Linked DNA regions of Mus musculus: regions 1, 2, 4, 5 and 6 are each linked to region 3. The links are chromatin contacts, called in public Hi-C, HiChIP or PLAC-seq, Micro-C and promoter capture Hi-C maps. All regions are on one chromosome and are shown on one strand. Each heading gives the region's core, a stretch centred on a gene start, on an enhancer-like site or on the middle of the called end of the contact. The rest is flanking DNA. Distances are from core to core; before and after follow the strand shown.

The links. Promoter capture Hi-C pulls out the DNA fragments that hold promoters and counts their contacts. A called contact is a pair of places that touch in the nucleus more often than the background predicts. HiChIP or PLAC-seq counts read pairs in DNA pulled down with a chosen protein or histone mark.
Region 1: an HNF4G HiChIP or PLAC-seq map of pancreatic cancer cells shows a contact between it and region 3. The contact joins the promoter of D230017M19Rik here to the promoter of Arpc2 in region 3. A contact is called at or near these places in 4 of 39 promoter capture datasets (cranial neural crest, liver, pre-B cells and 1 more), 1 of 484 Hi-C or Micro-C datasets (B cells), 2 of 115 datasets of contacts at active chromatin or transcription factors (large pre-B cells and pancreatic cancer cells) and 1 of 9 other capture datasets (adipose tissue).
Region 2: a contact with region 3 is called in a promoter capture Hi-C map of embryonic stem cells, with 2.5 times the contacts expected there. The contact joins the promoter of Igfbp2 here to the promoter of Arpc2 in region 3. A contact is called at or near these places in 2 of 39 promoter capture datasets (cranial neural crest and embryonic stem cells) and 1 of 115 datasets of contacts at active chromatin or transcription factors (embryonic stem cells).
Region 4: a Hi-C map of B cells shows a contact between it and region 3, with 7 read pairs. The contact joins the promoter of Xrcc5 here to the promoter of Arpc2 in region 3. A contact is called at or near these places in 8 of 39 promoter capture datasets (the 3T3-L1 cell line, the HPC-7 cell line, embryonic stem cells and 4 more), 1 of 484 Hi-C or Micro-C datasets (B cells) and 3 of 115 datasets of contacts at active chromatin or transcription factors (embryonic stem cells, extraembryonic endoderm stem cells and large pre-B cells).
Region 5: a Micro-C map of the G1E-ER4 cell line shows a contact between it and region 3. The contact joins the promoter of Asic4 here to the promoter of Arpc2 in region 3.
Region 6: a Hi-C map of pre-B cells shows a contact between it and region 3, with 7 times the contacts expected there. The contact joins the promoter of Dnpep here to the promoter of Arpc2 in region 3. A contact is called at or near these places in 4 of 39 promoter capture datasets (the C10 cell line, erythroid cells, liver and 1 more), 2 of 484 Hi-C or Micro-C datasets (erythroblasts and pre-B cells), 3 of 115 datasets of contacts at active chromatin or transcription factors (the 230-238 cell line, large pre-B cells and thymic regulatory T cells) and 2 of 9 other capture datasets (liver and pancreatic islet).

What each region holds. Positions count from the first base shown.
Region 1 is chr1:72,241,990-72,245,731 of GRCm38.p6, reverse strand. D230017M19Rik (RIKEN cDNA D230017M19 gene) reads right to left here and starts at 1,739. Exons shown (of 4, transcript NR_155355.1): 1 at 1,569-1,739. It overlaps Gm24497 (a small nuclear RNA gene), which reads right to left and starts at 1,519; the gene lies at 1,329-1,519.
Region 2 is chr1:72,822,220-72,825,817 of GRCm38.p6, reverse strand. Igfbp2 (insulin-like growth factor binding protein 2) reads right to left here and starts at 1,338. Exons shown (of 4, transcript NM_008342.3): 1 at 854-1,338. The coding sequence starts at 1,238.
Region 3 is chr1:74,235,239-74,238,954 of GRCm38.p6, reverse strand. Arpc2 (actin related protein 2/3 complex, subunit 2) reads right to left here and starts at 2,438. Exons shown (of 10, transcript NM_029711.2): 1 at 2,056-2,438. The coding sequence starts at 2,129.
Region 4 is chr1:72,305,026-72,308,732 of GRCm38.p6, reverse strand. It overlaps Xrcc5 (X-ray repair complementing defective repair in Chinese hamster cells 5), which reads right to left and starts at 1,312. Exons shown (of 21, transcript NM_009533.2): 1 at 1,166-1,312. The coding sequence starts at 1,186.
Region 5 is chr1:75,449,081-75,452,436 of GRCm38.p6, reverse strand. It overlaps Asic4 (acid-sensing (proton-gated) ion channel family member 4), which reads right to left and starts at 1,927. Exons shown (of 10, transcript NM_183022.3): 1 at 1,024-1,927. The coding sequence starts at 1,605.
Region 6 is chr1:75,315,103-75,318,693 of GRCm38.p6, reverse strand. Dnpep (aspartyl aminopeptidase) reads left to right here and starts at 1,677. Exons shown (of 15, transcript NM_016878.4): 1 at 1,677-1,803; 2 at 1,891-1,984; 3 at 2,065-2,153; 4 at 2,251-2,364; 5 at 2,624-2,749; 6 at 2,945-3,075; 7 at 3,274-3,349; 8 at 3,457-3,564. The coding sequence starts at 1,891.

The DNA.
Region 1 (3,742 bases), core at 490-2,989, 2.0 Mb after region 3:
GGGTGGGGGTGGGGGTCGTATGTGCAGGCCATTGCCGGGTACCAGCTGTAGTTAATTTGATGTTGTTGTTGGCATTTTTCACTTTTTGATAACACATTGTAATGGGAACAGCTCCAAATTACTTTGCTTAATTCTTCAGGCTTAAACAATCGCCTGAGTTTGGACAAAATGGCAGCACTCTACCCATTCTTCTCAGGACAGTCACTAGAATTTATTTCAGGGGCTGGTGAGATGGCTCAGTGGGTAAAAGCACCCGACTGCTCTTCTGAAGGTCCAGAGTTCAAATCCCAGCAACCACATGGTGGCTCACAACCATCCATAACGAGATCTGACTCCCTCTTCTGGAGTGTCTGAAGTACAGTGTACTTACATATCATAAATAAATAAATCTTAAAAAAAAAAAAAAAAGGACTGACTGCTCTTGCGGGGGTCCTGAGTTCAATTCCCAGCAACCACATGGTGACTCACAACCATCTGTAATGGGATCTGATGCCCTCTTCTGGTGTGTCTGAAGGCAGGTACAGTACTCATATATGTACAATAAATAAATAAATCCTTTTAAAAATAATTTATTTCAGAAGAATCTAGGACTCTGACACAACTTCTGTCAGTGAATCATTATTTATAGGTTACTGTACAAAAATAACATACCTAGAGCGGGTCTTTGCTGTGAAAATCAGCATAGGCATAAACAGTCAACAAAATTTTAGCTTTCAGAAAAATTATGCAAGCCTAAGAGTTTTTAATGCCACCAGACTTACATAACTAGCAAGTGTTTTGTGACAGTAAGCTGAAAATAACTTGTCCATCTTAGTAACCTTACAGCCTCACAGCTCTTTCCAGATCAAAAGCTAGACATTATGTAGAATATTATGCAGCAATGTAGAGTGATGTGCAGTAAAACTAACAGGTTGGTAAGAAATCCACGTTGGCCTAATTTCTAGGTCTCTTATTAAACCAGCATTATTCCCCAGAGGGGAAAAAAAGAGATAAAAACCTTAGAGTCTTTCCCACCTAATCACAGTTATTGACCAGTGGATGGAAAGACTGTGTAAAAAAGTAAAGAAGCGAGCTGCTCTGCCTGAAAAGCCTGGTAGTGGAAATATGAAACCTGAATAATAATAAGAAAAGTAAAGCAATAGAAAAAGATCAACTGGCGGCAAGCAGGCGGACTTCCGAGTTAGAGGCCAGCCTGGTCTATCAAAGAGGGGTTAACGAGACCCGGGTAACTACAAAGTAGAAAAGAAGACAGAAAAAGTAACTGCAGCCTGTATTTACGAGCTATAATAGTCCTAAATGTCTTACATTTAACCAACATTGTTCCCCAGAGGGGTTGCACCGTTCCTGGAGGTACTGCAATACCAGGTCGATGCGTGGAGTGGACGGAGCAAGCTCCTATTCCAACTCCTAGTTCCAAAAATCCATTTAATATATTGTCCTCGGATAGAGGACGTATCAGATATTAAACTGATAAGAACAGATACTACACTTGATCTTAGCCAAAAGGCCGAGAAGCGATACCAAATACAGACCACGCAGCCATGCTCTGCGTCCGTGAGACACATTACCTTTGTGGTGACCGCTCGCAACCCTCACTTCCTGCCTCCCCCGCGGTTCCTTCCTCCTCCGATCCGCGTCTGCGCCCTCCACACCTCACTCCCACTCCAGCACCCACGGCTTCAGATTCAACGTCCACGACCCGGGCTCTCCCGGCGTTCCCGAGCGCGCACGCCGAGTATGATTTGCATGCCCCGCCCCCTCGCGAAGGGCGTGACAACACAAGCCCAAATTAGGCCTGTGCACGTCGCCACGCCCCTCGCGTGGAGGCAGGACGTGCAAATCAGCTCTTCCCCGCGGCCTCCGCGATTCACAGGCCGACTCACAGACTATTGCGGTTTGGAATCCACCGGAAATAGAAAGACCTGAAGGGGGCATGTCCACGGCCAGATGCACTGGATAAACTCTGAGGCAGGACGGTGGCTGAAGGGTGGACCTACTGCTCCTAGTTCGCGTTGTCTTAAGACAATCTTCCCTTGTTGAGAGGCTGGCTCCACAGGGAGTCTAGCAGGCTAGTGATTTTCTGTTAGGTGTTTTCACAATGTTGTCAAGGCAAACCTACTTAGGTAAAAACTGTAGTAAATCTTGACCAAAAAAAAAAAATGTCATATATTGAAATCCTTAATAAATTGTGTGATGTCTTTGAACTTTTCTACAGTTTTCAGGCTAAAAAATACCGATGGTTAACATCAAATGCAATAATAATGCAGGGATCGATGATGTTTGGCACGTGGGAGTGAAGAGTGGACAGTCACTACTCTTATTAGCTCCTTGGTACCCAGAACCTTAGATCATTTTCAGTTTAAGGACAGACATAATCCTGAGAGGAATTTACCCCGAAGAGCTGTAGGCTCTGGGCTGGTTCTGTGCCTCTTTGAGTGTTATAGGGAATAAAGCTGGGTAGGATGCTTTCCAACCACTGCCACTGGAAATTGCAGAATGGAGGACCAGATCAGGCAAAGCCTAAACTATATGAGACCCAGCCTCAAGTAAAAGACAATCTGCCAAATATAAAGGGCAAAATACTAAAAGACCAAACTTCTAAATGTGTTTATGTGTAAGTACTCAATATTGTAGGATTTGGGCTTAGAGTTGCCCCCAAGGCTTTGGGACCTCTTATGCCAAACACAAACACCATCCTGATACATCCTATTACAGAGATTTTGTTGTGTTTTCTTATATTTGTAACTTTAAATCACTTTGTAACCATCAACTACTTAATGGATTGTCATTAGCATTTAAATCCTTTAGGTAAAGGTACCAGTGATGGTTTGAATAAGAATGGCCCCCACAGACTCATATATTTGAATGCTCAGTCACCAGGCAGTGGAATGTTTGAAAGGATTACAAGGGTTAGAAGGTGTGGCCTTGTTGGTGGAAGTGTGTCACTGGGTGTGGTCTTTGAGGTTTCAAAAGCCCATGCCAAGTCCAGAATCTTTTTCTGCCCGTGCTCCAGGAATTCGCTCTCAGCTACTGTTCCAGAGCCTACCAGCATGCTTCCCACCACACCATGATGAGATTGGGCCACATCTCTGAAACTGTAAACCCGCCCCAATGAAATGACTTTTCTTACAAGAGTTGCGGGGCGGTGGTGGCACACGCCTTTAATCCCAGCACTTGGGAGGCAGGTGGATTTCTGAGTTCAAGGCCAGCTTGGTCTACAGAGTGGGTTCCAGGACAGCCAGAGCTACACAGAGAAACCCTGTCTCGAAAATCAAAAAAACAAAACAAAACAACAACAAAAAAGAGTTGCCATGGTCATGATGCAGCAACAGAACAGTCACTAAGATTGTATGCCATTAATTTTTTTTAATCCTCTGCTGGGATTAAAGGAGTGCACCACCACGCCTGGCTGTGCCATTAATTTTTGCTTAATTTTTGTCAGATACCTCAATGAGACCTTGGAGGGCACGGGATACTTACTATTGTAGGGCTAACCTTGCAGAGGTGGGAAACGATTTGAGACCAGATACATGTGATCATTATTCTTGCCAGTACTGGCCAGTGTACTCATTTATAATAATAAATAAAACTTTGGGCCAGAGTGAGCAGGGACTGAGCAAGTGGGTGGACCGGAGCAAGCACGGTTGACAGGAGCAAGCAGAGGTCCTAAAATTTAATTCCCAACCTCCACATGCAGGCTCACAACCATCTGTACAGCTACAATGTACTCATATACATAAAA
Region 2 (3,598 bases), core at 89-2,588, 1.4 Mb after region 3:
TTGCAGCTTTCTCCAAACCGTGAAGAAAAAAAAGTGAACTCCTCGCAGTCAGCTTGTGTCCCTTAACTTTTTTTTTCTTTTGAGAAAGAAGGGCTCCTTAACAAAGAACCCCACCTTCCCCATCCCGTGAGACAGAAAAAGTTCCCTAGATTTAGGAGGAGGTACGGTGTGACACACACCCGCGTTAAGAGCTGTAGCTCCCCTGGCTTTCAAGCGGCTCCAGCATTCTGACCGGAGGCCCAGACGCACAGCCAGGGTGCCGGAACGCAGCTGGCCAACCGGCTTAAGTTACACAGATGGAGCCCGCTCCATTCTCCACGTGCATCCTTACCCTTCTCCTCACCTCCCAACGCCAGAAGGAAGGAGCTTCTCCATTCGATCTTTTCTCACCCGAGGTCTGCAGTGTCACCTGTGCGCGGCAGCCAGCAGCACGCCCACCGCTAAACATTCGACCGGTGGTCACTGACTCAAGTTTTGTTTCAAATGAGTTTCAAGTTCCTACAGGCTCTTCAACCCCCACCTCCACCCCCTCAGCCCCTAGATCAGACCACCTTCCTCCCCGCTAAGTCCCGTTAAGGAAGACCCTGGTGGCAAGGTATCTTTCCTCTCCTCCTTTACCCCATCAAATCCCGCTTGCTCCACCCGCAGCCTCCCTCCCGGGTTTGTCTTTCGGGTTCCCGCTCTCAAGAGTCTCCCTGGATCTGATTAAGGTCTAAGCTCTTTCTCCTCTACATCAGTCCCAGGGTCCCGTCGGACTCTCTTTTCCCACGTGAGAGTCACCAGCCAGGAGAACCCGCTGAGCTACGAGAGAGTTTCTCCCAAGCCCAAAACTAGTGCTCACAGTCCGCATTACCTGCAACCTGCTGTGGGGTGGTGCCCACGCGTCTCTTTTCACAGGTACCCGCGCCTGTGACAAGCGCCTTCAGGGGCAGCTCGGAGCCCGGGTTGGGATAGCAGCGTAGCGTCTGGGCGCAGCGCGGGATGTAGACGCCGCATGCTTCGCCCTCCTGCCGTGCGCACACGGAGCAGCAGCCGCAGCCGGGCTCTCGCACCAGCTCGGCGCAGGGCGCGTCGGGTGGGGGCCCGCAAGCGGCCAGACGCTCGGGCGTGCAGGGTGGGCAGCGGAACAGCACCTCGGCGCGCACCCCGGGGCCGCAGCCGCCCGCGCCCAAGAGCAGCAGCAAGAGCAACGACGGCAGGAGCAGCGGCAGCGCGGGGCCGCCCAATCTCGGCAGCATGTTGGCTTGTGGGCAACGGTAGTGCAGCGAGCTAGCGGGCAGGTGGCACGGCCCAGACGAATGCGGGAGACGCCTCCTTGCCTTCTTTCTCCTCCCCCGCCTCTGCCGGGTCCTAAAAAGCCTGCTTCTCCCCGCCCCCCTGCCTTCTCCCCTCCCCCTTATGGAGACCACTCCCTTCCCCCCCCCCCCGCACCGCCCCCCCCCGCACCGCCCCCCCCCGCACTCTTGCGTGAGGGCACGTGCTTGTGCACACGCCCACTCGCCCACCCTACGTTCCTAGGGGATTCAAGCGGACCCCTCTGTTCTTCCCTGGTTAGGACTTTGCTCCCTTCAGCCTGGGTTTGTCCGCTCCGGGAGAGTAAGAATAACTTGCAAGCGTGGGTAGAATCGGCGTGGAGTGGGAAAGAGCCTGTGCTTTTGTCTCCTGTCTTTTAGTTTAGTTCGATTTGGAAGGACTTAGTTTGCTCACTTCCCACGTGGCCGGCTGTGAACTGACTGCCGGGGAAACACAAAAGCAGTCTTGACCTTAAAGATTTCGGAGCTCACACCGACTCCCCACAGCCCTCGTGTTGCTAGGAACAATGACCTTGAGTGAGTCCCGCGGACGCTCAGTCCTTCTAGACCAGGCTCGTCCCAGACAGCACCTCCTAGCAACAACTTCAGTTTCCCAGCCCAGAGCTCACCGCTGCAAGTAATGAAACCTGGTGTGTTTCCTGGTGCCTCACAAACCTCTGCCCCACAAGCCCTCTAATCCCCTAGAGACCCGGGTCACCATCCACAAACGCTGCCTTATTCGCCCACCTTTACACACACTCTCCCCGCCTCCCCCCCCCCAGACGTCTGAAGACACACCCACTGAAGGGTCTTGAAAAGGTCAGATTAGACACCCACCCCCCTCCCCAGGTATTAGAGAAAGCCCTAGCGCTAGGCTGATTAGAGCTCGCTCAGGTTTTCAAATAGAAAAGAGTGGCTGCCTCCTTTGTTCCAATTGAATCACCCAGCCTAGCTGCCCCCAACCTCCATCACTCCAGCCTGGCAGGACCTTAGTTATTGACTCATTTGCCAGGGTTGTGACCTTAACAACGAGTGAGGCGTCTCCATTCCCCCACAAGATTCTCCAAGCCATCCTTTCTAATTTCTGGGCTCAGGGCCTATCTCAATTCAGCGGCTTTTTGTTCATATGTCTGTTTGAGTTTTATGCCTCCTAGAAGACAAAGTTCTAATCTTAAGAAACTAGGAGAGGAAGAGTTATGGAGGAGAGTTTGAACTTCTGTAGGAACCTCTGTGGAAGATGACTATCCGAATGAAAAAGAAGGGGGACGGGTGTGAGACTAAAGCTTGGTAATTGCGTAGAGGGAAATGGAGGGTTATCGATGGCGCATTCTCAACACCCGGACCAGCAGAAATGATGAAAAAAAATTGAAGAGTGATACTGAAACTAGAAAGTCACTTAGGCCAGAGATCAAAACCCCTGGGGAGATAGGGGAACTGGCAGGGAAATCAGCTAATTGTGCTGAGACTTGGCCTGATTTGGGCGTGTCAGGGACACAGCATCAGTGTTTGAGCAGAGGGATGGACCTCTGACAATAACGGGAGCTATACAGAATGGCGATCTAACAGAAGGAAACCAACAAAGGCTGGGGGAGGCTCCAGTTCACATCTCCACGTGTTCTGGTGTCTTGTACCTGCCCTGGAATATGTTCCTATTGGCCTCACCGACTGAGGACTCCTTTGTAGTAGAGATACCACCCTGCATCATGGTGTGCCATAAACATCCATTGTAAACTACAAGTGAGAGCCACATTGCTAGCTATATTTCCTACCACTGGCATTAAAACACAGTAAAGAGTCTGGTATGGCGGTGAGCCTTTAATCCCAGCACTTGGACAGCAGAGTCAGGCAAATCCCTGGGTTCCAAGCAGCCTGGTCTGTGAAGCAAGATCCAGGACAGCCAAGGTTACACGGAGAAACCTGGTCTCAAAAGAAAAAAAGAGAGAGAGAGAAGAAGTAAGTGGAATCTGTTTTGAATTCTGCTTATTCAATGTCATTGAATCAGTAATAAGTATGAAAATTATAAAGGCAAGAGTATCCATGCACATCCCGAGATGACCTTGGACTCACAATCCTCCTGCCTCGGTGTTTAGAGTGCTGAGATCACAGGCATGAACCACTGGGAATTTCTAGAATTTCTCTTTCTGGTGAGTCGAATCAGTGCTGATCCCTTTCCCCTTATCCCCAGTTAATAGCCAGCTTTACCCTGCACAACCCCAGATACCCACACCCCAAGAGGAACCTTATCTCAGTCCTTCCCTAACCAAACAACCTCCAAGTCCTACTCAAGAAAAGCCTGCGGACACAGG
Region 3 (3,716 bases), core at 1,189-3,688:
CTCCTACCTCCTCAGACATTTTACCTGGCTGCAGTGAGCACCCTTACCACCTCCCCCCAAAGAAATTCTAACTTATGCCCTCCAAATTTAAAACCCTATTTTAATCTTTCTGAAAGAGTAAGCTTTTTACTTGCAACAGGGTAGACCAGGCTGGCCTTGCTCTCCTGGTCCTCCTGCTTCCACTTCCCAAGCACTGGGATTACAAGCACATCACACCCAGTCTGGCCTGCCTTTTTCTTTTTTCTTTGATACAAAGTCTCACTAGGGCCTAGAACTTTTGTTCCTCCTGTCTCCTATGAGCTCCTGAAAGCTGGAGTTACAGTTGAATGTGCTTGGACTACAGGCATAGACCACCAACCACAGAACTTTAAGGAGAGTTTTCTAAAAGAAAAAGGGCTACAGAAAGTTCTGAATAATGGGTCACATCTTAGAATCAAGTTATTAATAAGTAAGTGTGAAAGTCCTCCTCCATTTAAAGGCATGCCTCCACTTGAACACACACAGCCATTTATCTTGTAGATCAGCTTGTAACCACCCAGGACTCATTCTTTGCTAGTCAAGACTTGAGAATGTATGTATTAAGATCAGCAGTGAAAATGCAGAAGTTATTTTAACTTCCTCCTTTGTGCTACACTAATTAAAAAAAAAAAAAAGCACGCACCCCCCTCACCCACAGTAAGTGCCCTGTGTTGACTAACTCCAAAACTCAAAATGCAAAGAAGCTGCAGACAAGAAACAAGTGAGGTGCACAAATGCTCAACTGCAGTCCAGGGCAGGAAACAGCATGACACTGAATGCACCAATTCAAGGAATGTCCCATTTTGTTTTGCAGGTAAAATCTGTAACCTTACAAAAGAGACGGAGCAGACAATGTATTCCGAGTAAGTAGTGGGTTCATGCTTTCGATGTCTGTGAACCACAAGTTCATTACAAATGCTTAGAATTAAAGGGGGAGAATGAATGAATTCCCCCTCTCCCAGTCCTCTTCCCTCTGTGGATCGGCAAGCACTTTCCTATTTCTAGTTCCTAGTTCACAGAAAACAGCCTGCACTTATTTCCTAACTGTGAAACCAAAATGTGAAGCCCCACCTTTACCAATGAGGAAATGAGGCAAAGGAATGGCCACAGGCCACCATAAATTAGAACCTAAAACCCAATTCCTCTGCTCAGGTTTTAAATATATTAGAGAGGCAACGCGGCTTTAAGGGAGGAGTTTGCTTTTTTGTGTATGACAGAGAGGGCTGGAAATACGTCCCATATATTAAGATGCTGATGTTATAAATGGTTATCTTAAGAACTTTATAGATTCTGGGAGCAGAAGCAGCTATTAACCCAGTCGGCATTACTACAGAAGAAATCAAAGACCGGGGTCTTTGATAAGAATTTAAGACACACAACCAATAAGTAAATAGAGCAAGCTTGTCTCGAGAGCTAAAGAGAGTGTGGATGGAGAACCGTTGGCTTTGCCTAAAGGATATATAACAAAATGGCTAGTTTCACAGTAGGTTAGAGATTTTTTTTACCCCCCTAGCAGCCTGGGTCTGCTTTCAGTCTTGCCTCCTGCTTTTCCTGGGGTCTCGAGAGATGGGGGTGGGGAAGCAGAATGCTGGTGGCGATCTGGGCCTACACGTTCTTCCCACCTCGCCCTGGGAATTCCTGAAAACTCCATTCAATCCAGCTTCCCCAAAAGGGTCTCTCTGGGTTCGGTACAATGACGGAAAAGACAGAGGGAAGTGCACCCCTCTCTTCCCCCCTGAGGACCGTAGGCTCTCGGGCGTGACTTCTGGCCTCGGCTGCCCTCACGTCCTACAGGTCTCCTGTTCTCTGGCACGCCTTGCCCCTGTCCTCTCGCTGCTTCCGCATCCCTATCTCAGCCTCTCCCCACGCATCTCAGGCCCTCGGCTCACCGCGCCCCGTGGCTTCCCACGTCCATCCTGCCAGGGAAACCCTGAAGCCGCGCCAGGTTCCCGATTTGTCCCCCTCTAGGGCTGGGGAGCTGGACGCCACCCGGGATTTAGCTGGGGTCAACTCGGCCTCCTCCCGGCGTGCGCTTACCCGGCGGCCGCGTTCTCGAACTTGAGCGCGAGCGTCTCCTCGATGATGCGGTTGTTCACCTCCAGCAGGATCATGGCGGCGGCTGCCCCGGGCAGGGGAAGGAGAAACAAGGGCGGTGAGGGTGGGCAATCGAGGGTAGGACGGAGGGAGCGGCCCCGCTGCCCCTGACGAGGGGGGCTGGGTGCGGTAGGTGAGGGGAGAAGGGGACGGGGAGCGGGGTGGGGAGAGGCGGACACACGCGCTGGCCCGGCACGCGCTGCCTGTAGCAGGCAGCCACCACCCGACCGACCTGGCCCCCGAAGCTTCAACCCGCCTGCCGAGCCGCCGCCGCCTCCGCCGCCGCCTTACTTGACGATCCCGGTCCCCGCCCAGCCCCCGGCTCCAGCCGGCCACTTCCGCTCTCACACCCACTTCCGCTCGCCGCCCGCACGCGCGGCCCCGCGGCGCCATTTCCGCTTCGACCTCGCGCGTGCACTCGCCCGCAAGCGCGTCCCGGTGAGGAGGCAGGCAGAGGGCATGCGTGCGCATGCGCCACACGCCGCCCCGCTCCTCCTGACCAGGAGAGTCCTACGCTCACCTGTCATTCCCCGTTGTCCGTACAATCCACCTGCCCCTTTCGCGAATATTCCAGAAGCCTGATTCCACCCTTCCGATATTATTTCAGAAGCCCCCTTAAGAAGCTTGTTTGGGGTGGGGGGGATCCCTTGCTTCCAACTTGTGGGTGCTTTTTGCTCATTCCGTGCTTAGGGCTACCCTGCAGCACCGTTGTGCCTATTCTTCGCCAGCGACTGTTTAGTGGCCATCTCTCCTTCCCAGGGATACAGTGATTAATGCAATAGATGAGGACTTGACCTTCTAAAGCTTATGGTCTGCTAAAAGAAACGCAATAAAAGCCCGGCGTGGTGGCGCACGCCTTTAATCCCAGCACTCAGGAGGCAGAGGCAAGCCTGGTCTACAAAGTGAGTTCCAGGACAGCCAGGGCTATACAGAGAAACCCTGTCTCGAAAAACCAAAACCAAAAAAAAAAAAAAAACAAAAACAAAAAACCAACAACAACAAAAACGCAATAAATTCCACGTTGTTATTGGGCAATAAAGGAAAGGAATCCAGATGGGCCTTAGGGATTCCTGTCATACCTTTATTTCTTTGCTTAAGTGCCGCCACCGCCACCTGTCCTTTCAGCTTGGGTACCATGTTTCCACTTTTTTCTCTTCCAGGAACAATTTTAATTAAGCCTCTTCTCCATGCAATAAAAAAAAAAATTTTGTTTGATATTGATCAGAGGACACCTTTTGGTAGTCAGTTCCCTTCTCTCTCCAACACATGGATCCTGAGAATTGAACTCAGGTCATCGGGCTTAACAACAGGCACAACTTGCTGAGCCACGCCCTGGCCCTGTTTGTCCAGATTTTTGAAAGAGGGACTTGCTCTGTAGCTCTGGCTAGCCTTGAACATGTATTGGTGTCTCCAAGTTCTGGGATTCTCAGTTCACACCAATATGCCTTTCTTACTTCATTTCAGTTGTCTCTAAAAAAATCTTTTTTGCTGCTTGTGGTGAGGCATACTTTTAATCCTAGCACTCGGGAGGTGGAGACAGGCAGATTTCTGTGTGTTCCAGGCCAGTCTGTTCTACACAGCAAGTTCCAAGCAAGCCAGAACTG
Region 4 (3,707 bases), core at 63-2,562, 1.9 Mb after region 3:
CAAACACTAAAAGACTGGGAGTCTTTTGTCAAGAATTAGAGATTCAGAGTAAGGCATCAAAGAGTTTGACAGTGTAAATTCTGGTCTGGAAGAATGGTTTATGATAATTTAAAGTCTTTGGAAGCAGTAAGAAAACCAGGGAAGACAAACTGGGAGGGTACTGCAGCTCTTCATTACCACACTGAAGCAATACAACCTGCTAGAATTTTATCAAGTACATCTGCCACAGTAAGTCCTTCACGGGAGCTACAAAGTTCTCAGCAACTGAAGGCAGAGGAACAAAGGAAGCGAGCAACATCATTATGGGTTCATAATTTCATCAAATTCCCAAATGGGGGTGGAGGAAAACAGAGCTCCGTTATTGAACCCCTATCTTGTTTGTATTAAACGAATGAATGGATCCTTGCCATTGCATCTCTCTCTAGTGATCAAAAACAACCTCTCTAAAGTTTACAGTAATTTCCATTATTAATCTAGGATTCTAAGATCATAGATTCTTAGAAATTGAGCATTCTGTTTTGCTTTTCTTTCAGAGCTCCGAATGAATTCCCATTCACATGTTACCACTCATGGAAAGGGTGACCACGTTCTAATCACTTCAGTTCTTCATGTCTTGCTTGGTTCTCCTACTGACAAGCTAAGGGTAATAATGGTCGTCTCACGGTTTGGTGTGAAGATTTAATTAAATAGGAATAAAGGGCTTAGTTGTGCCTCACACAGTAAGCTTTCAATAAATTCGAGATTTTTAAATTATTATGAAGGTCATAATATTACGTAATATTACACCTTGAGTTATTTCATTCACAGAATCACAAAACCCCTCTGAAGTTTTACGAGCCTGGCATGTAGGGGATCTATCCTCGATAACTTACAAAGATTTTTAGAACCCAGGTTCGGAAGCAATAAAGGACGTCTGTGTTAGCAGGTGGCGTGGATAGAAAGTAAACTGAAGCAACGAGGGAGGAGGGAAGGGTGAGAGGCTGGAGAAGCAGGAGGGAGGATTTCGGAAGCGTGAAGGTGCACAAGACTCAAATGCAGAACTCCGAACCCCAAGTCTTTCGTTTTGAGCATCCATCCTTCAGTGCTGACTCAGCTGCGATTCCCACAGCTTCCACCCTCTAGAGATCCCCGGCTTAGGAAAGGCAAAAGGCCCTGCTCTCGGTACCTTATTACCGGACCACGCCATGCTGGTCCTCAGGTGATTTGATTACTTTTTCCGGGCGGAAACCTAGAGTGTCGCAACTCAGTTCCGGGCAACCCACAGATCCAGACGTCCCGCGTGCAAGGCGGGGAAGCCATGGGCTCTGAGCATGCGCAGAATTCTCTCCCTGCCTCCTTAGGCAAGGCTTTGTTCTCTGAGCCGCTAAAAGCCAGTCAGTACTGGGCTGGAGAAATGGCTCTGCCGTCTAAGACATTTGTCATCAAGCCTGACGAGCCCATTCAAGCTCCAGGCACCCATATTGTGGAGAAAAAGAACCAATTCCACAAGTTGCCCTCTGATCTCCACGTGTCCCACACATCACAATAAGTAAATAAATAAATTTAAAATAACAAGTTTAATAGTAAAAAAGTAAATAGGGGGTTAAAGGGAAAGGGTCCCAGGTTAGGAATGTGTACTGTTTTCGCAAGGGTATTTCAAAGCCCAGCACCTACATCAGCCTTCCGCGGATCTGACGCCCTCTTCTGGCCTCCACTCAATGCACATACCCACATGCAGCCGCGTGCATACATGATTTTTAAAACTAAAAAAAAAATAATAATTGCTATTACTCAATTGATAATAATCCCTTTCGCTAGCAATTTGTATTGGCACTCTGGAGTTAAAAGTCCCCTGTGTAAGATGAATCCACGAAGTCACTTAACTCCTCTAAAGGCCTTCTAAATATGATACTAAAAAAAAAAAAACCATGAACACGATGACCTTAGATCAACGTCCAAAGAGAAGAGTGAGAGTTCACCGAGTTAAAAGAAAAAGATGGCTCACAACCATCTGTAATGGGATCTGATGCCCTCTTCTGGTGTGTCTGAAGACAGCTACAGTGTACTCACATATATTAAATAAATAAATAAATCTTTAAAAAGGAAGAAAAAGTAGGAAAGGCATTCAACTCTACAGACAAAGTGGTTAAAACACCTTAGCCTCTGGGAAGAATTTCCTACTACCCTGGCGTGTCTGTGGCTGGGAAAGATGCCCTTTTCTAGAGATGGAGGCTGTCAATTCCCGTGAGTGTTCACCACTCATTTGCAAGGAAATTGCCCTGCAGTTCTTCCCTTCTGATAACCCTTGCACAGAAACTGCCTGTTTTCTATACAAAAATGACTCACAAGCTGCAGGTGGTTGGACAAAAGGTCCAGAGACCTGGAAAATGTCTGCAAACCTCTGTTCAATGTGGGAAACGTTCAATCAGATTCTCTTTTGTTGAAAATGGTCCCAAGAAAACAGGCACTAAAATTGATATGATTTGGAGAATTTTTGAAGAAGCCTTCAGGGAATGAAGGTTTAAAAATCGAAGCTGATAGGGTTCGAGAGATGGCTCAACAGTTAAATACATTCGCTGCTCTTGAACAGGACTGGGGTTCAGTTCACATATTACAGCTCACGGCCATCAGTAACTCCTGTTCCAGAGGATCCCATACCCTCTTCTGGGTTCTGAGGACACCAGGCACCCATGTGATACACAAACCTACATACGGGCAAAACACTCATACACAGAAAATAAACAAATAAAAATTTTAAAATAAACACAGTGGTGTCTAGACAGACACTTCGCACCCAGAGGACTCTTCCATGCTTTTATTCAGACTAGAGAATTTTTTGAAACTGAAACGTTATTTCTAGTTATAGTTTTACTATGGTTCATCTTTAGAGTTACTAGGGCTTTACCACAGAGAATGTTTGCAAGCTGTGTCATAGTTCCATCTCGGATAGAGTCTCTCTTTTCTCTTCCTCTCTCCCTCTTCTCTTTTTCCCCCTCTCTCCCCTCCTCCTTCTCTCTCCCTCCCTCCATCCCTTCTGTTTCTTTTACTCCCTCGTTTCTACAGACACACACACACACACACACACACACACACACTTCCAATACAAGTCTGTTTCCTAGGAAAAATAAAAAGAGGTTCTAGTAGCTGTCCTTGTTTGCATCTACACAATCTTTATGGAAGTCTCAAGAACCACCCACTTCTAAGCAGTTAGAAGACCATGGTCCTGAAAATGCATGGAGTTTAAGCATTGCTTGCTCTAAAAAAAAGCTTCCTTTAATCCAGGGGGAAAGAACAAACATGATTAATGCAGCAGAGTTCCTGGCTACTATCCGAAGGAACTCTAGAGAACCAAAGTATGGCAAACACGGCTCTGGCAGGCCTTGCCCTTCTCTCTCATCTCCTCTACCTTACTAAAAGTCATTAGATTGTATTCCTAAAGCTAGCCCTCAGAGTCTAGTCCTTATTTGCCCACTTCCTCCTCCTGAGGCACACCTAGCAAAGTGTTTAAGTCCAGCAATCAAAAGCCCCCTTTGGCTCACCTAATCAACATGACCAATTAAAAATCACCTTGTTCTAAGCCAGGCATGGTGACGCACACCTTTAATCCCAGAACTTGGAGGCAGAGGCAGGCAGATCTCTGAGTTAGAGGCCAGCCTGGTCTACAGAGTGAGTTCCAGGACAGCCAGGGCTACACAGAGAAACCCTGTCTCGTAAGACCAGAAAAAAAA
Region 5 (3,356 bases), core at 678-3,177, 1.2 Mb before region 3:
GCCTGGAGAACGGTGGGCAGAAGTTGGGGTAGGTTGGTGTCAGGAGCTGGGATGACATCCCCAGCGTGACCCCCATCCTTGGCAGCTATGAACCTGGGTACAGGCATGGAATGAGTAGCTCTCTGGATATGTGGGTGTGCAGGTGTGCATGAATGTAGTGACAGGGACACTAGGCGTGCATGGCAGGGAGTGTGCAAGGAAACCATGTCCCTAAGTGTGTGTATCTGTGTGCCAGCTCTGAGGATGAGTTATGTACAGAGAGGGAATGAGTGATTCCCAGTGTGAGAGCCAGAGCCAGGCAATGGAGCAGCAGGAACAGGGACCAGAGGGGGTGGGGGCACTGGCAAGCAGGACCGACCAGGGGGAGCATGAAAGAGGGGTGTGTGAGAACAGCTGTGAAGGGCTGAGTGTGTGTGTGTGTGTGTGTGTGTGTGTGTGTGTGTGTGTGTGTGAAAGACACAGAGACGAAAGAGACTGGCATCCAAGATACACGAAGACCATCTCCAACCAGCTGGCTGGCCGGGCCAGCTCCCCAGAAGGCAGCCCTTCTCCCCCCGCCCCCCTCCAGTTCTTCCTTAGACAGGGACACCTCTCCCCTCTAGCAACCCTCTCCCTGTCACTTTGATTTGGTGGGAAGAAGAATCCAGTAGCCCCCGAAGAAAAGGAGAACAAGAACAAAGTGGGGCTCAGTCTGTCTGGCCTTGGGATGAAGACCAGCTTCAGGGCCCTGAGTCCATCCCGAGGAATAGCCCTGGCCCCTGAACCTTGAACACTGCAGCAGCAGCAGCAGCAGCAGCAGAAGAGGAGGAGAAGGAGCTGTGCCACGGGGTAAGCCCTTCTGAGCATCCACTGCTCCTGGACTGAGGAGCCAGAGGGAAACACCAGCTGAGGGAGACACGAGGCCCGCCTCTGGTGGCAGAAGGAAGGGAAGCCCTGTTGAGGATACCCTCACGTACTACCCTCCACCCCCCACCTTAGCTTCTGGCCACCCCAGGTTCAGGTGGCCCAGCTGGTAGAACTCACCACAGAGAAGTTGCTGGCGGAGCAGTGGTGCCCACTGAAGTTGCAGCTCTTGAGCATGTCAGCAAGCTGGTGGCCAGTGCGGTTGAGGATGTCTACCATGTCAGGCTCTGGATAGCGAAGGCCAGCTGCACGGTGCCCGTCCCGGTCTTTGGGGGGCAGCCCTGTCAGATTGGCCAGGTGGAAGATATCAGCATCGCTGAGTGCCGAGTGCCGGAAGCGGTTGATGTTGCAGAGGGTGACAGCCGGAAAACCCGCCACTGGGGCTGGGGCAGCAGGGTCCATGGCTACCAGGTGAGGCCGGGTCAGGTAGCCCCTGGCCAGGCTGGCTGCCTGGTACAGAAAGGCAGCCAGTGAGGTGAGTAGGGCCAGTGCCCACAGGGTTCTGCGCAGTCCATGGGGGCCAGGGCCACAGGCCCGGCCCAGCCCATGCAGAGTGCTGGTGCTGGCAAAGGTGGCCAGGTCCCGAGGGGCTGCTGGCCCCTGAGCAGCCCCCAGGAGGCTCTGTTCATCCCCTGCCTCCTTCTCCTTGGGTTTTGCATCCTCCTCAGCAAATTTGATTTTGCACACAATCTCGATCGGCATCTGTCCCCGGCTGCTGGGACTGGCCAGAGCCTCACTGCTACTGTCCCTCCCTGGACAGCAGCCCTGGTGCCCTCCGGAGTGGTGGTGGCGGCAGCGGCTGCTCTTCTAAACTCAGGGCAACCAGGAGGAGGACGGGGACAGGGTGGGGGCCCGAGGTGGGGGCGTCACTCCCACTCCCAGCAGCTCCGCAGCCCCGGCGCTGCCTCTGCCGCTGCTGCCTCTGCTGCCGCTTGTCTCTCTCCTCGATCGTCTCCTTGTGGCTTCCCTTATCAGCACCCGCACAGCTGTCAGCCCCTGCGTGTGTCCCTGCGAGCAAGCGAGTGAGCGAGGGAGCAAGCGCTGCTCCGCCACGCCGCGCAGCCCCAGCCGCTCCGCTCAGCATGTGCTCTGGAGCCCACCCCGTGCTTAATAATTCAGGACATGTCAACAGCGTTTCACCGTCGGGCACTGGCACGGGAGGCAGGAGCCAGGCCAGGGAGGGAAAAGCCCCACCCTACCCCAGCCCAGGATGGAGATTCCAGGATCAGGGGTGCTTCTGAAACTCTCTCGCTGTACCTTAGTCAAGCGTGGGGGCCACGGATAGCCTAGTCTCGGGCCAAACTGGGAATGGTGCTATGCTGACTTCTCAGCCCATTCCTTGCCACTTCTTCTGGACCACACCCCACGAAGGGTCAATCAACCCCACTTCCCAGCTTCCTTGACTCCTGACTCCAGCCTTCCAGGGATCTCACTGCCCCACTCAAAGCAGCTTCCAGCAACTCCTTGTGAGAGCCACTTGTTTGAATGAGGGAGGGAAGGAAGGGGAGGGCAGGCAAGAGAGATGAAGAGACAACTGTGGCTTCACTCAGACTCCCCTCCCCTAGAGCCTTGCTGCTGATTTCAACATCCACCGCATCCCTACCCCTTCCAGGAGGGACCCTGGTTCCCTTTTTCTGACTTTGCCCCATATCCCAGGTTCAGTCATTCTTGTGACTGAAGCAGAGGCCACCCTGCCTGGCTCACTTGTCTGTAGCCACTTTACTAGTCCTTTAGTCTCCAAATCCCTTGCTATGACAAGGCTTGGGGGAGAGGAGGGGAATCTGGATGAGCCAGGCCGGGGAGCTAAGAGCTCAGAGGCAGGGTAGAAGGAAATGAAGCGCCCAGGAGAGCTATTAGAGCCGGTGGGAAGGTGAGTGGGGGCTTCAATGGAAATACTATGCTAAGGAAATCAGTGCCCAGAATGTCCTGTCCTCTGGCAGAGCTAGACAGGGTTGCCTTGCAGGCTGCTATCTTGGAGGGAAATCAGACACATGGGTTACCATCACGAGAGGAAGTGGAAGCCCCTATTGGCTCACCGGGAGGGGGGTACGTTGGCACCTCCCGCTTGGGGGTAGCAAAAATGGTCCACTTGTGGCCCCTGGGGGTGTGTAAAAGTGTGAGTCCTCATGGGGGAGAGGAAGCACTTGTCCTGGGAGGAGAGGGGGGCTGATTAATCGGGGTGCTAATGAGCAGCAGGGAGAGGAAGCTCAGAGGGGAGGGGGAGGCGGCTCCATCGATCCAAGCCGCGGAACCAGCAGCTGAAAAAAAAAAGTGAGAAGGGAATCGATCTGAGGGAAACGGCAGCTGCTGGGGATTAGAGCCCGAGGTCCACACGCTGTCCAACGGCCACCCCTCCCCTTCGTCAGCCTGGCCCTGCAGTCTCAGGCTGGCCCCGAGGGAGGGTCATCAGCGTAGCTCCCCTTAGGGGATTCAGGCCGCTGCTCGGCCCACCC
Region 6 (3,591 bases), core at 428-2,927, 1.1 Mb before region 3:
TAGGTCGACTCTGTTTTGAACCTCAAAGCCACAAGAGTCCTGATCCATCGATGTATGGATGAGTTTTAAGATTGCTATTCAACATTCTTGACATGGAAACATAATATTGGAATTGCCCCCCTCAACTGCTTTAAGGAGTAGAAAGAGCCAGTAGGGGCGGCTCATGCCTGTATCTCCAACAATTGCAAGACTGAGGCAGGATTGCCATGGATTTGAGGCCAGCCTGGGCTACATAGTGAGCTCTGGAAAAGCCTGAACAAAACTGAAATCCTGTCTGAAAGAAAAAAAAAATCATGAGTATCAGAATCAAACCTCAGGGCCACCCAAACAGCTGTGTTGAAAAGGTCACTGACTTCTGTGTTCCTCTGAGACCTACTAAGTAGCATAACATTTAACCAAAGAGGATAGAAAAAAGCCTACGAAAGTCTCTTGCAGTTGTTCTAGGCTCTGCACACTAATTTATGGAGTCATAAGCCCAGCTGTGCCATCCATTTGTAACTAGAGACAGATTACTCTCATAATTCCGTTGTCTACAAAATGCTGACAGTAAAATTGTGAGAATTACATACGATAACGTTTATCATAACATAAACTCATGGAAGTCAGCGGCTGTGCTAACACCACCGGGGCGCTAGAGCGCGCTGCCGCCGCCGCGGTGGGCCGTCCTGCCTGAGGGTGCTCCAGGAGCGGAACGCCTCGCAGCGGCTTCGAGGCCGCTGACAAAGGAAAGGGCGGAGGGGGGGGGGTCAACGCCTGGAGGACTCGACTTGATGGAGGCGGGGCGAGAGAGGCATCAGGGGCGGGGCCTGCCAAGGAAGCCCGGACAGCGGAGACAAGGTCTGGAGAGTAGGCGTGACGGGGCGGAGCTAGTGGCGCAATGAGGGCGGGTCATGAGACGTGGCTCCTAACGGGGCAAAGCTAGTGGAACAGTGGGGCGGGGCGCGGTGTGACTGGAGCTGACTAGTCCACGTGGTTAGAACGCAGCCTGATTGGAGGAAGGCGGGTCGGTGAGGCGGGAGCGGAACCGGAACGCGTCCTGACAGGGGCGGAGCTCTCGGAGTAGTGAGGGCGGGACGCGGCCTGACTGGCACAGAGCAGTCAGCGTGTTTGGAACCAGGCCTGACGGGAGCTGAGCGAGTAGCGGGAGGGGGCGGAACCCGACCGAGGCCTGACAGGGGCGGAGCTCGCGGAGCAGCGGGGGCGGGGCGAGGCCTGGTAGAGGCGGAGTCCCGGTGCGGCCTGACGAGAGGCGGAGCCCACAGCTCGGCGAAGGCGAGGCCTGATCCGGGAGGGAGGAGCGGAGCGTCAGGGGCGGGCCGGAGTCCGGCTCCTGGAGCGGAGTGCGGTGGGGCTATGCAGGTGTGTTGCTGTTGCCGGTCCCGCCTCCACTTCGGCTCGGTGGCAGGCCGCGCGCCCTTTCGGAGCTAAGCTTAAGGCGGCGCTGACACGGGCGTACTCCGGTTTCAAAGTAAAACTGAAACCCTCCGAGGTGGCCTGACCTTCCCGGAGCCGGAAGGGCTGTCTAGTGACTGACGGGGCTAAGGGACAGGTGTAGTGGTGCTTTGATTCCGGACACGGTGGCGCGCCGGCTAGTGGCCTTTCCAGCTTTGAGGTCCTCTTGGAGGCGGGATTTCCTAGCTGGGCGGGGCGTGGATTATCTGATTAGGGGGCGGGCCTTTCCGATCCTGTACTCCAGGGACAAAACTGGGTGGAGGTCCTCTTGCCCTGGGACTGAACCTTTGAGCCGAGAGCGATCGAGCTAGGAATCCACATCTGTCGCCAGTGAAGTCCTCGGAAGCAGAGGTTGAGCCTTGGGGCTCTCATTTCTAGGGGGCTGAAAGAGGGATCCTAGACCCGGCAGCCACCTGAACTCTCCACTTCTCCCTGTAGATGGCTATGAACGGCAGGGCTCGGAAAGAGGCCATCCAGGCCACAGCCCGAGAGCTCCTGAAGTTCGTGAACCGGAGTCCCTCTCCTTTCCACGGTAGGTGACCAGGGTTAGGGAGGCTAGGAGTGGGAGTGACTTGACCAACTTCCATCGCTGAGAGAGCCCTTTTCCTACAGTCGTGGCTGAGTGCCGCAGCCGCCTCCTCCAGGCTGGCTTCCGTGAACTCAAGGAAACAGAGGGCTGGGATATCGTACCAGAAAACAAGGTACTAAGGGATAGCGTGGGGGCAGACACTATTGCAAAGGCCTGTGTCCCGGATCATAAAGCAACTCACGCCCCTGTCTTTCAACTCTCTCCCCCAGTACTTCTTAACCAGAAACTCCTCCTCCATCATTGCTTTTGCTGTGGGGGGCCAGTATGTTCCTGGCAATGGCTTCAGCCTCATTGGGGCCCACACGGACAGTCCCTGTCTCAGGGTAAGAAGTTAGGACTTGTTTGGACTGAAGGGAGGTGTGGGGGGGGGCGGTTGGGAAGAAGAGATCCTGGAGGTAGAGTTTGCAAGGCCCTATCCCAAGGTCCCGGGAAGAAGGTAGACCCGCCCCATGCTCTCATGTTCCCCACATACACTTTCAGCTGTCAACTGATGTGCTATCTGCTCTGTATAACTTACTGCCTGAGTCTCCCTTCCAGATGTTGTCTTTCAGACATTCCCTTTTTTCTCATTCTTACGCTCAGGTGAAACGCAAATCGCGCCGAAGCCAGGTGGGCTACCACCAGGTCGGTGTTGAGACCTACGGCGGTGGGATCTGGAGCACATGGTTCGACCGGGACCTGACCTTGGCTGGACGCGTCATTATCAAGGTGGTATCGAGGGGCTAGGAACTGGGGAGGCTCTCACTTCCGGCAGCCTGAAGCTTGAATGTCTTCCCATTTCTTAAGTGTACCAGTGAAGAGTCCTCGTGGGGAAGAGGGGACATGATTATTCTGGGTTTAGTAAGGGATTTTATCAGCTGGATTTGGGAGGTGCCCAGTTCTGACCTGGCCGGTTGGCCACAGTGCCCTACCTCAGGCCGGCTGGAGCAGAGGCTCGTCCATATAGAACGGCCCATCCTGCGCATCCCACATCTGGCCATCCATCTGCAGCGAAATATCAATGAGAACTTTGGGCCCAACACAGAGATCCACCTGTGAGTCCACATTCGAGCCAGGGTTGTGATGGCTGTGAGGGTGGGATATGGCACTGGGGAACAGAGGACCACCCCTTAGTGGTCAAGTTCCACGTTTGGAAACCAGTTCTATCCATTTGGGGAGTGCGCTGGGAATCAGTCGGAGGACTAGAAGTTCATGGCTGTCCCTCTCCCTTCTCTCAACCCATTTCCCCACAGAGTCCCTATTCTTGCCACAGCAGTTCAGGAAGAGCTGGAGAAAGGGACTCCTGAACCAGGGCCTCTCGGTGCCACTGTAAGAAGCTCCCCTGGCCCGGAGAGGGTGGGCAGAGGGGAGCAGACCAGTCCCCTAGAGGGGCAAAGGATGAGCAGGTCCACCTTCCAACATCCCCTGCCTTACAGGATGAGCGGCACCACTCGGTCCTCATGTCCCTGCTCTGTACCCATCTGGGCCTGAGTCCTGACAGCATCATGGAGATGGAGCTCTGCCTGGCAGACACCCAGCCTGCAGTAAGGAGTGGCTGTAGGCCCTCGTGG